Regions from separate parts of the Mus musculus genome. Here region 2 is linked to region 1. The links are chromatin contacts, called in public Hi-C maps. All regions are on one chromosome and are shown on one strand. The core of a region is the stretch at or near the end of the contact, and the rest is flanking DNA. Distances in the headings are between cores, read along the strand shown. Region 1 overlaps Ubr5 (ubiquitin protein ligase E3 component n-recognin 5). Region 2 overlaps Atp6v1c1 (ATPase, H+ transporting, lysosomal V1 subunit C1).

The links. Hi-C and Micro-C count contacts between places; a contact is called where the count stands out from the background.
Region 2: a Hi-C map of bone marrow-derived macrophages shows a contact between it and region 1, with 12 read pairs. The contact joins two enhancer-like sites. A contact is called at or near these places in 1 of 484 Hi-C or Micro-C datasets (bone marrow-derived macrophages), 1 of 115 datasets of contacts at active chromatin or transcription factors (extraembryonic endoderm stem cells) and 1 of 9 other capture datasets (embryonic stem cells).

What each region holds. Positions count from the first base shown.
Region 1 is chr15:37,998,520-38,004,180 of GRCm38.p6, forward strand. Ubr5 (ubiquitin protein ligase E3 component n-recognin 5) reads right to left here. Exons shown (of 59, transcript NM_001112721.2): 31 at 5,527-5,653; 32 at 5,305-5,434; 33 at 4,038-4,198; 34 at 3,698-3,937; 35 at 2,051-2,174; 36 at 1,374-1,485. All of the region lies in intron 1 of Gm49085 (a long non-coding RNA gene), which reads left to right. Among named protein-coding and RNA genes, the nearest start is that of Gm49085, 40 kb to the left of the region's middle. Within about 2 kb of position 3,397, at least 40 of the 459 cell types and tissues checked have an H3K27ac peak or open chromatin away from gene starts, as enhancers often do. A contact at or near this core is called in bone marrow-derived macrophages, where this site is marked.
Region 2 is chr15:38,688,169-38,693,829 of GRCm38.p6, forward strand. It overlaps Atp6v1c1 (ATPase, H+ transporting, lysosomal V1 subunit C1), which reads left to right. Exons shown (of 13, transcript NM_025494.3): 11 at 957-1,054; 12 at 2,365-2,491; 13 at 3,444-4,276. The coding sequence ends at 3,539. Among named protein-coding and RNA genes, the nearest start is that of Atp6v1c1, 29 kb to the left of the region's middle. Within about 2 kb of position 3,278, at least 109 of the 459 cell types and tissues checked have an H3K27ac peak or open chromatin away from gene starts, as enhancers often do. A contact at or near this core is called in bone marrow-derived macrophages, where this site is marked.

The sequences.
Region 1 (5,661 bases), core at 2,147-4,646:
CAGTGGTTAAGACAGGGAAAAGAAATCAGAGAGCCAGCTGCTCTGCAGAAAAAAGTACTGGCTGCTCACGATGGACAAATTACTCAAGTACTGTAATCAGTAGACTCTGGCACAACAATTTAGTTCCTGCCCTGCAGAGCCCCAGTGTCTGGGCAGCACCCACATCCACCTGCCCTGTTTTCATCTCTTTTTCTTCAAGAAAGAACTTAAAACCTTGTTTTTTAACTAACATGTCAAGATAAATAACATTCTAATATTGCAGTTCAGGTACCTGACTTACACAGAGACGTAAAGACTGTATGTACAATCTTTAGGAGTGCATGGGGATCGCCAACACAAAACACTGACTGTAAGCACACAGCCGCTAAATCTCCGGAGATTATAGACTCCTTTCCTGTTCTCTCCACACCAAACTTTCCACTGCTGAATCATGACTGACTTCCTTTAGAGGGAAAAAAGTCAGACAGGCTCTTGCTATGTTGCCCAGACTGGCCTTAAATTTGAAACCCTGCCTCAGCTTCCAAAGTGCTGAATATTTTACCACTGAAGTAGTTTTTAAGAAAACATGCCGGCCAGGCGTGGTGGCTCACACCTTTAATCCCAGCACCCAGAGGCAGAGACAGGAGGATTTCTGAGTTCACCGCCAGCCTGGTCTACACAGTGAATTCCAGGAGAGACAGAGAAAACCTGTCTCAAAAACAAAAAAAAAAAAAAAAAGAAAGAAGAAAAAAGAAAATAGACTGCGTGGGCTAGTGAGACAGCTCAGCGCACAGGCAGCAGTAGTACAAGGTCTGAAATCAGATCTCATCCAGTGCGAGGGAGACAAAATACTACATTGTTGTTGACCTCACACGCAAATGCATACTTATGTTCACAAACACTTACACACACATAAGTAAATGATAAGTAAATGAATAATAATGAACTCAGGTCACAGGCTGGACAATGATGTCCTTACCCACTGAGCCATCAACCATTTCCCCATTAGAATGAAAGAAAAGAAGGTGGGCTAGAGATGTAGTTCAGCTGGTAGAGTGCTTGCTCGATGCGTGTGCGTGTGCGTGCGTGTAGCTCTGACTGGATCTTGGCATAGTCATGCACACCTCTAGTCCCAGCAGTTGGGAAGTGGAAGCAGAAGGGTGAGAAGCCTAAGGCCATGCTCACCTCCACAGTGAGTCTGAGGGAGACCTGGGGTACACAACACCCTGACTCACACAAACAAGTTCCTTTAGCAAATACAATTATTTGATGTATGTTGACTTACTTCCTAAACTGTAAAAATACTACAGAGAAATTCAGAAGAAAAGAATTCGGTTACTGCAGAGCAAACGAGGCTGCTCTCCAGGCACCTGACTCCTCCCACTCCCACGTACCGTCTTCATCATGCTCATCGTGATGTCCCTCAGCCTCAGCATTCTCTTCCCCGTGCTCTTCCTGTTCATCATGATGATCCTCCTCTCCAGCCACGCCTTCCACCACCTCAACCTGAACCCACAATTTTATTTATAGATCATCACAGCACATAATAAACCTGTCTCTACCAGTTTTGTCCATAGAATTAGTAAACTAAAATTTTAAAGCTCTCTAAAATAAGGGTTTCTAAATTTGTATTATGCTGTTTTAAAATCATTTACTAATGACAATTCATTATGAAAATTTCCATCAGCATATCACATAGTTTGTAATTAGTATCTAAAAACAGGCTTCAAAATTAGAAGTATAAAACTGTTCTGGGAAATGGGGAAGGGCTGAATTTTCTATACTTTCAAATACATTGCATTAAACTATTAAAAAAAAGGCCAACAGTAAAACTATCTTTAGTCTTAGTCTTTAGGTAAAAAACAAGTTTATGTGTCCAATTTCCTGGCACTCAATAAATGGAAGCTTGCTGACATCACTGTAATATATACAGCCACAAATGAGTATAACTAATGTCGACAAGTTGGCTGGAACACAGGGTAGTTTCAAACTAACACGATCAAGACTGACTTCTAAGTGACTGCTCTTCCCACCAAAGTTTGTCACCTGCACTTAAAACAGTTAAAAGTACCTCTTCCACGTCTGCTGACACAATATCATCCTGCTCCTCGTCTCGGCCTCTGACGGGCTGTGACTGGCTGATGCGCCTCTGCTGTGGGTTCCGAATGATGTAAGATGACTGAGACTGACTGGAGCTGTAAGGAGTCAGGGGGAGGGAGAGACCACAGCTGTCAAGATGGCTCACACAGCACACTGCTCTCTGGGATCCTTTTTGCAGCTCAATGCTTACTTTCTTTCTTTCCTCCAGCATCCTCAGATGCCAAGAGTACTGACACCAACATTCACACATTAAACCACAGTTTCTATCCTGTACTTGCTCGCTTCTCACTGACTGGTTAGTGGGTGGACATGGCATAGGGAAATCACATCTACAAATCATATTTTAAAACAGAGGAACAACCAAAAGCAGAGTGATCAAAGCTTCACGTCCCTTCAGATCTGACTTAGACATAGCCAAAGGCAAGTGCATCCACACAAAAGGAAGCAAACAATCACTAAATTGAGTTTTAAAGAAACCAAAAACTAGAAACGTGATGTTTAACAGCCCTCTGGTCACTTCATTTAGAGATTCAAGAATGAGCTAAAAGACATTAAAATATAAAGCTTTTAGTGTCTTTCTCCTTAACAGGTTTCCTGAGAAATGAGAATCAAAGAAATTATTCGACACAACTAGGGTAGCAGTGCCTTTGCATAAGCACACAGGTACTTACCTCACAACCAGGGCTTTCCAGGATCTGCTAAGACAGATGCATCGTTACAGAGGCAAAGAAGAAGCTGAGAGGAAAATCTTTTAATTTCAAAAAAAAAAGAATTTCTTTTTTCTTTTTTTCAGACAGGGTTTCTCTGTGTAGCTCTCCCTGGCTATCCTGACTCACTCTGTAGACATGGCTGGCTGTGAAAACTGAGATCTACCTGCCTCTGTGGCCCAGGCTTGGATTAAAGGCGATCACCATGTGTGAAGGGGGAAGTTCTGACAGGAAGGTCCTATTCTGCAATTGATTCTTCTTTTGTCAGTAAAGAAAGCCAAGGGCCAATTTCTGGGCAGAAAGTTTGGGCAGGATTTCTGGGTCCCAAGAGGAAAAGCAGATTCAAGGAAGGAGAGGGGTTTTTCTGCCATGCTTTGGAAGAAGAACGCAGCAACCATGTGAGCTCTCAGGGGGAGCTGGGGCCTGTGGCCACTACTACAGGCAAGAGGTCAGGGCTAGGTTAGGGCAGGTAGAGACAGGAAAATAATAAATCGGTAAGGGTGGGCTTTTTCAGGCAGGAGATATCAGCACCCAGCAATTGTGCCAAGAAGGCAAGTAGTGAAGGAATTAACTGTGTGTGTGCCTTCTGTCGGAGGACTCAAGGGAAGCCGGGCGGGAGCTGAAAGCACTAGCCACTTCCTGGAGCAAAGGAAGTGGAACATAAAACGACTTGCAACACATTTGGCTACGTGGCTATTTTTTCATTTAGTAGAGAGGTGTTCCAATTCCAAAAGTTTGTAAGCTTTCTGTTGTTAATATTTAGTTTTAATCCATGGTGGGCAGATAAGTACTAAAATATTATACTTACATTAGGTGACAAAATTAGAATTGTGAAAATCATTTCAACTGCTACTCCAAAGCACAGCTTTAATAAGCCAGATAAACCATTTCCATACAAAACATTAACATACCTGCTTGCCTGATCTGATGACGGCCGTGGTGGTAATGGTTCTACTGAAAATAATTCTTCACTGCCCTGCATGGCATCTATGCTAGTACTGGCCAGAGTAAACGGTGCTGTCGGCCGGGCAATCCCCATTCTGACAGGAACAATCAGAGACTCTGCCACATTACACAATTCTTCTACAGCATAAGGAAGCAGTGCTTGAAACACACGTTTGCATTTTCCAATTGGCTGTGGAATAAAGTTGCTATAGCAGGAAAAAAATAAAAACCTCTAATGATTCTTCTCATACACATACTAACATTATCACACTACAAATGTGTGCAAAAGGTTTTGAAATGCCTTACTTTTTCTTTTTGGACGAAGCCATTTCCACACTAAGAATGACAAACACTCTTGCCACAGATCGTAGAAACCTCATTGTCACGGCAATTGCTTCTTCCCGGCGTCCGGGTGTGTACTTGTTTTGGAGTTCTTTTACTAAGGTGCCTAGCAGAGTATCTAAAAGCTTTAAAAATGGCAATCATTCTATTAATGCTGAGATAGTTCATATGATGGTTAACGTAGTCTAATACTTTTAAATATTAATAGTTCCCAATAAAATGTTTAAAATGTTTTTGTGTGTGTATATATGTATGTGTGTGATTTATGTATATATGTGTGAATGTGTATACACACATATATGACGTATGTACATGTGTGCGTTTGGAGGTGAGAGAGCACCGTGCAGGTGGCAGTCCTCTCCTTCTGCCGCGTGGGTCCAGTGACTGAGCTGAGGCTGTTGGGCTCTGGTGGCACCTGTTACTAGCTAAGCCACCTTGACAGCCCTTGTAACAAAATTTTGAAACAAACTGAACCAAACCATTTACAGGTATACACCTAACTGTACTGATACTGTGTGTCTGATAGCAAATGGATCCCAAATGTATACTAACTTGGCTTTTGTCCCATAGGCCTGTATATACTTATCATGCATGTTTAGAAGGAAATATCAAACATGTAAAATCAGAAGTTCACTCATTGAAGAACACTTATTGCATATCTCATTTACTACTTTCTAATACTTCCCTGTGCATAAAAAAGATACCAACTACAAAGAAAACCCAATTTCATGTTATTTTTTTAATGATTTTTATAACAATCTTTATAGCAAAACATGTTCCATTTCATTGAGTATAATTAATAATTAATCTTATAATTTAAGATCTACTATGGTTAGATTCACAAACCATTTTATTGTATCCTAACTTTACGCAATTATTATAAACTACTTAGAACAGGTTTGGAGGAAGAGGTTAGAGTGGCACCGGACAGTAACAAACCAGCCTGCAGAAAGGACTAAACTCAATGTCCTGTCAGTGCCTAAGGAACAACCATCCAGCACTGGGTCCTATTATCTAAATTTTAGTTTACATTAAAGAAAAACAAATTTAAAAAGGGGTTACACATTTTTTTATCAATTTAAGGTTTTTATTTAAAATAAAATTCTTCCATCGAAAAGCATCCATGTTAATATACTCCCTTTAACTTAACCAGCAGACATTATCAGTCTTTTAAGTCTGACCTTTAAAACCATGGGACTTAAGAACAAATTCATGTATTTAGTGAACTCACCAAAATATCTGCTGTACACTTGACAATAAGGCAATGAGTGAAACAGTCGAGCCGAATCGTGCCGCTCTGCTGGTTGAGGTAGACCTGCTCTTCTGGCAAAAGATGGCCTATCCTGCTGCTGGCACTCAGACTGGAGAGGCAAGGAGAGACAGAATAAATTGTAAAAGACAACATTAGCCCAGAAACTGAGAAAAATTTTTAAATGTTTTAACAAATACATACGGATCTTTGTTCTCTTGTGACCCAAACATAATCATAGATCTCAAAGCATTCCAGTCCTGAAGGACGCGCTCTAGGGCAAGCTGGGCAAACCTTGGGGGCTCTAAGTCATGGTCAGGCATATCTGAATCTAAAAAG
Region 2 (5,661 bases), core at 2,028-4,527, 690 kb after region 1:
CATGCTCCCCCACCCACTCCCACTTCTTGGCCCTGACATTTCCCTGTATTGAGGCATATAAAGTTTGCGAGACCAATGGGCCTCTCTTTCCACTGATGGCCGACTAGGCCATCTTCTGATTCATATGCAGCTAGAGACACAAGCTCTGGGGATACTGGTTAGTTCATATTGTTGTTCCACCTATATGATTGCAGATCCCTTCAGCTCCTTGGGTACTTTCTCTAGCTCCTCCATTGGGGGCCCTGTGATCCATCCAATAGCTGACTGTGAGCATCTACTTCTGTGTTTGCCAGGCCCGGGCATAGTCTCACAAGAGACAGCCATATCTGGGTCCTTTCAGCAAAATCTTGCTAGTGTATGCAATGGTGTCAGCGTTTGGAAGCTATTATGGGATGGATCCCCGGATATGGCAGTCTCTAGATGGTCCATCCTTTCGTCTCAGCTCCAAACTTTGTCTCTGTAACTCCTTCCATGGGTGTTTTGTTCCCAATTCTAAGAAGGGGCAAAGTTCTTAAATTGTACTAAAGACTTAAGTTCAACAAGAGCTTGCATTGCATAGAATCAGGAAAATATAAATCATGAGCAGGTTTCAGAGACTCTGGGTGGGAATGGCTGTGCTCCTGAGAATTTGCAGGTTGGCTTCTCTGCTAGTGTGTTAAGAATGTTGAGTATCATAGTGTGCTCAAGTGTTTATGCTACAGCTTTCAAGTCCACTTTAAACTGCTTTCATGAAGGCATGTTCCTCTTGCTCTTGATGTACCTAGTTCACTCTAGAGTCTGCTGAGGCTACTGAGTAGTGGCTTACCCTTTCGTTTAAGAGCATGGTAAGATAATTGTATCCAGTATAATATTTGAAACTTTCATATTGTGGCTAATCACTTAAAAAGAATGCCTGACTTGTCTAATTGCCATTTGAAAACCAAATTTGTGGTAATTTTGTGTTTCTCTTTTCAAAGGGACCACTTGTGCGGTGGCTTAAAGTGAATTTCAGTGAGGCGTTTATTGCGTGGATTCATATAAAAGCATTACGGGTTTTTGTGGAGTCTGTTTTAAGGTAAGAAATTTATGGAGAAAGCTGGAGTCGCAGAGTTCGGTGTGCCTCTCTCATGACCCAGTCCAGCCTTGTGAAGGTGATTTGGACCAGCCAAAGAGCCAGTTAGGAGGAAGTGGCTGTCAGGGTCACACAGCTTGTCAAGTGCATATTTATCTGGTTCTTTAACACCAGGTTCAGGAAAAGAGACCCACACTGCTCCGTCTCTCACATTTAGTCATGTACTGTTTAAGGAGAGTCGGTGTGAGCAGTTAGCGATTTCATTGTGGGGCACACACAATGTACTGTGTAGTTATGTGTAGTTGGTGTACGAATCAGTTGCTCACTCACCATGGCCACTTGTTTTGTTTGATGTAGTCTCTCTAGGCTGACCTGGAGCTCAGTTTTACCGTAGGCTGGCTCAAACTTTGATCTTCCTGCCTCAACCTCCTAAGTGCAGGTCTGTGCTGTCATGTGTGCTCCACATGGCCTCTTGGTGCTGACCAGTATGTGGGACTTCCCTGGAGGGGCAGGTTTGTGTACTCCAGCTCCCCCATAAACCCAGGACTGCCCTGCAATGAAGGGCTCTAGGCTAAGAAATGTTGAACTCCATTGTAATGGGGGGAGCACCACCGTTTGTGTTTGCCTGTGTGTTGTCTGTGTACCACAGTGCCTGTGAGGTCCAGAAGAGCCATTAGATCCTCTGGAACTGGAGGTACAGACAGTTGGTAGCTGCTATGTAGGTGTGGGAATTGAACCCAGGTCCTCCGGAAGAGCAGCCTGTGCTCTTAACCATTGAGCCATCTCTCCAGCTTCATGGAAACCCATTAGTTTTGAGCTGTGTATGCAGCCATGCCCCTCAGTTTTAAGTTTTAAATTTCAAGTGCTTATAGTAGGCATGGAAAGTCTCAGCTTTTAAGTACAAACAGATCTTCTAGCCGTAGATTGTCTTTACATACTGGCATATTCATAGATTATTGTGAAATTGAATACTAATTAATTCCTAGCGATTGGCTTGTCTGGGTTTCCTCCTCTACAGCCTAGATTAACCTTAAGCTTGTACAACCCCTGCCTCAGCCTCCCCAGTGTTGGGGTCGCAGGCCTGAGCTCACACCCCTTAAAGTGGCTTGCTTTTTACTGAAAGGGCACTAATGGGCTTGGAGGTTTGTGTTTCCATGCTAGTGGAAGCATCTGTGGCTGGTGACAGACCTGGAAAGGGAGTATTTAACACAGAACACACTGTGTCCATGAAGAGAGACGCGGGACGCTGTTTGCTCTACAAGGAAAATGGCTCTCTGTGCTTGTGCTGTGCACTGTCTCTGTTGCTCTCTAAGGTATGGCTTGCCGGTGAACTTCCAAGCAATGCTCCTTCAGCCGAATAAGAAGTCAGTGAAGAAGCTAAGAGAAGTGCTGCACGAGTTGTACAAGCATCTGGACAGCAGTGCGGCTGCCATCATTGACGTGAGTGCACCTTAGCCTAGGGCAGTAGGACTTGGGAGGTGGAGAAAAGACTGCATGAGGATTCTCAGAAGCATGGACACCAGGCCATTTGTGTCCCCTGAGCACCCCCTTTCTTAGGTAAACGTTCCATGGCTGTATATACTAGCTGCAGCTGTTCTGGGTATTTCTAGAAGCTCATCATTGTTTTGTTATATGTATCAGATGTTTATAGTTGCAGACGTTCAGGAACAACCAATGTTCTAATTGTTTTTAAAAATTGTAGATTGCGGACAGGAAGGAAATATGAAATTATTTCAGTTTTGTTTTGTAGAAGTAATAGTAGATTAGCAATTTATGTTTGTATTTATTTTGGAAGGGCGTGCGTGTGTACGTGTGTGTGTGTGTGTGTGTGTGTGTGTGTGGTTATCATTTCACTGTATTCTTGGGCTTTGATTTACAGTTTAAATTTCACAGATCTTGCTGGTTTTCTCTATAGTTTATGATCTTGTGTATAGGAAAAATGAAAAATTAGTTTTCTTGATAAGAGAAAATGTAGGAAATAACTTGATATCTTAAAATCTTGGAGAAACTAAGAATCCTAAGTCTTTGGTACAAATTTTGCTCTCACTAAATTCTTACAAGGCACAAATAGATCTGGAATCTTTCAAACCACACTTGGTTTATTTAGATACTACGTTTTAAAAGCCTTGTGTCCTAAACCCAAGATTTAAAAAGTTACCTCTTACAGTTCTACATAGTAAACCGGGAAAGTCATGGTTCAGTCAGTCAGACAGGCTTTGGGGCGGAGCCTGGCCTGGCTCCCTCTCCGTGACTCAGCAGGCATAGGCTCTTCCTGTTCTTACAGCTAAGTGAAGACTTAGATTAAATTCATGTACATGCATGACTTCAGCCAGACCAGGTATCCGTAAAAGACCTTGTAAGCAGCTGACTGCTGTTTGTGGTTTTTCTGCAGGCTCCCATGGATATCCCTGGCCTAAACCTGAGTCAGCAGGAATACTACCCCTATGTGTATTACAAGATTGATTGCAACTTGCTGGAATTCAAGTAAACTGAGCTCCTCCCAGTCAATCCTGGCCTTGTGTTGGTGTTGCTCACACAAGTAACTCTCATAACTCTCACGCCCTCTGCTTGCTCCTTCCCCTTCCCCTAGATGAATTTCTCATGTGGTCCATATCTCAACATTTGCTTTTTAAAGAAAAATATATATATTGTTTCTTTTTATTGATCAGGTCTGTAAATGTGTACTGAAAAAAATCAGAGTTTATTTATAAATAGAATAGTTTATTTAAAGAGGTATTTTCCTCCTTGATATCATGGTATGCATAATTCTGTGTGTTACTGTTGTGCACAGCCTTGTTTACAGGGAATGGTCTAAGCATACCATTTCATTCACTGTATTAGTAGACATAACTGTTGAGTAGTTACTAAGTTGTGATGTAGTGCTATGTGACAACGTTCAGGTGTGTGCTTTTGGAATGCTCTGACTATCTTGTCAGCACTGTTGACCCCACAGGACAGAATAAAAGAACCTGTGCCCACTGTGCTGTGTGTGACTTGAGAGGCTCCAGGGGCCGCCGCCTCCTGGGCTGCTTCAGGGGCTGCTGCTGCCGAGCTCTGAGCACTCCTGTCTGACTCGCATAGGATTTAGTTGTGCCAAATTTGGGTCAGAGCGCAAATCAGAAGGTTATTTTTCCAACACATGGTGATATTTATATTTGGACACTGGGCGTTTAGCTCTCTTAAATAAGAAGTGGGACCAGTTTTGAATAAAGTGTAGCAAAACTATGCAGTGCTAGTCATTTATTTTGTCTAAGTCTTTACGTTTGTTTTTTTGATGTTGATAATCATAAAGGCCTCACTTTTACTTTGCCTTTCTGGTACAGTCCCTGAAGTGAACAACTTGACGTAAAATTTAGGAAGAACTCAGGGTGGAGTTGAGGTAACACTGTACTCCTGTAAGTCACACAGCTTTGTGAGTGGAGAACTAGTCTGCACTGCCTTATCCGTTAGAAAATCAGCCGTCAGCAGCTTTGCTATTTGGGATTTTGCATTTTGTTTCATAAGTAATTATCTACTAGTAACATACAAATGTCTACAAAGCAGAACATGTGAGAGATACCCCTGCCTTGCTAATTTCTACCCTCAGGAGGTTTGTGGCCCTTTCCCATGTCCAACATCTTATCTTACCCAGCTTGTCTCCCTCCTCCCTGCTCCCTCCACTCGCCCTCAACTTAGAGCTTCTTGAAGAAAATAAGGACTATACTGCACGCTGAGACCACGTGGCTGCGGCTCTCCACCTTCCTGACCATGCTGGTCTACCAAGTGTCCCTCACTGCCTTCTGGTGTCGAGGTGTCCAAAGTGCTGCAGGGCCTCTTTACACATCCTTGCATAGGTCTCTGCACTTCAGATGCACCCAGTAAGAGACTCTATGAGTGTATATATTAAAATTTGACACATGCTGCCAAATTACTGGTCAGAATTCTAAATTCCAGACATGTTAGAAATGCAGGCTGTGATTGTCGTTGGCACAGAGTCTCATTACTTAACTCTGGTTGACCTGGAACGCACTGTGTAGATCAGGCTGGCCTTGAAGAGAGCTGCCTGCCTCTGCCTCAAGTGCTGGGATTAAAAGGCAAGGCAACCACATGTGGCAGGGATGCAGTTTTAGTTCCTGTTTCCTGTAGACAGGAGGAAGCTGAACATCTTCCACTTCAGTGTCAAGACATTTTTGTAGGTTTTTTCCTTTCTTTTGCAAGTGCTCTTTGAACCTTAGTATCTGAGGGATGTGGATAAGGAAATGTGTTTAGACAGTAGGCTTTAAGGTTGTGTTTGGGCTCTAATTCTGAACTGAGTGGGTAAAGACCCTGCTCCCGTGTGAATTCTTAGTGTGTGTTTGAAGCTCTGGCACTTTACTGTCCCTTTCGTTGTGTACAATGTTACAGAGGTTGTGAGTCCCAGGCCCATCCCCGTGGAGATGGTAAAAGGCTATTGTAATGAGTAACTGGAACCCCCTATATATGTGCACAGATAGCTCAGTGTTGCCTGGCAGGAGCTTAACACATGTGTTTACTATGGCTGGAAGCTGCTTCACGGTGACTAATATGGGAACATAGAACTTTGGGGGACACACTGTTGGGGAGTCTAAAGGCTAGAAATGCTGACAAATCAA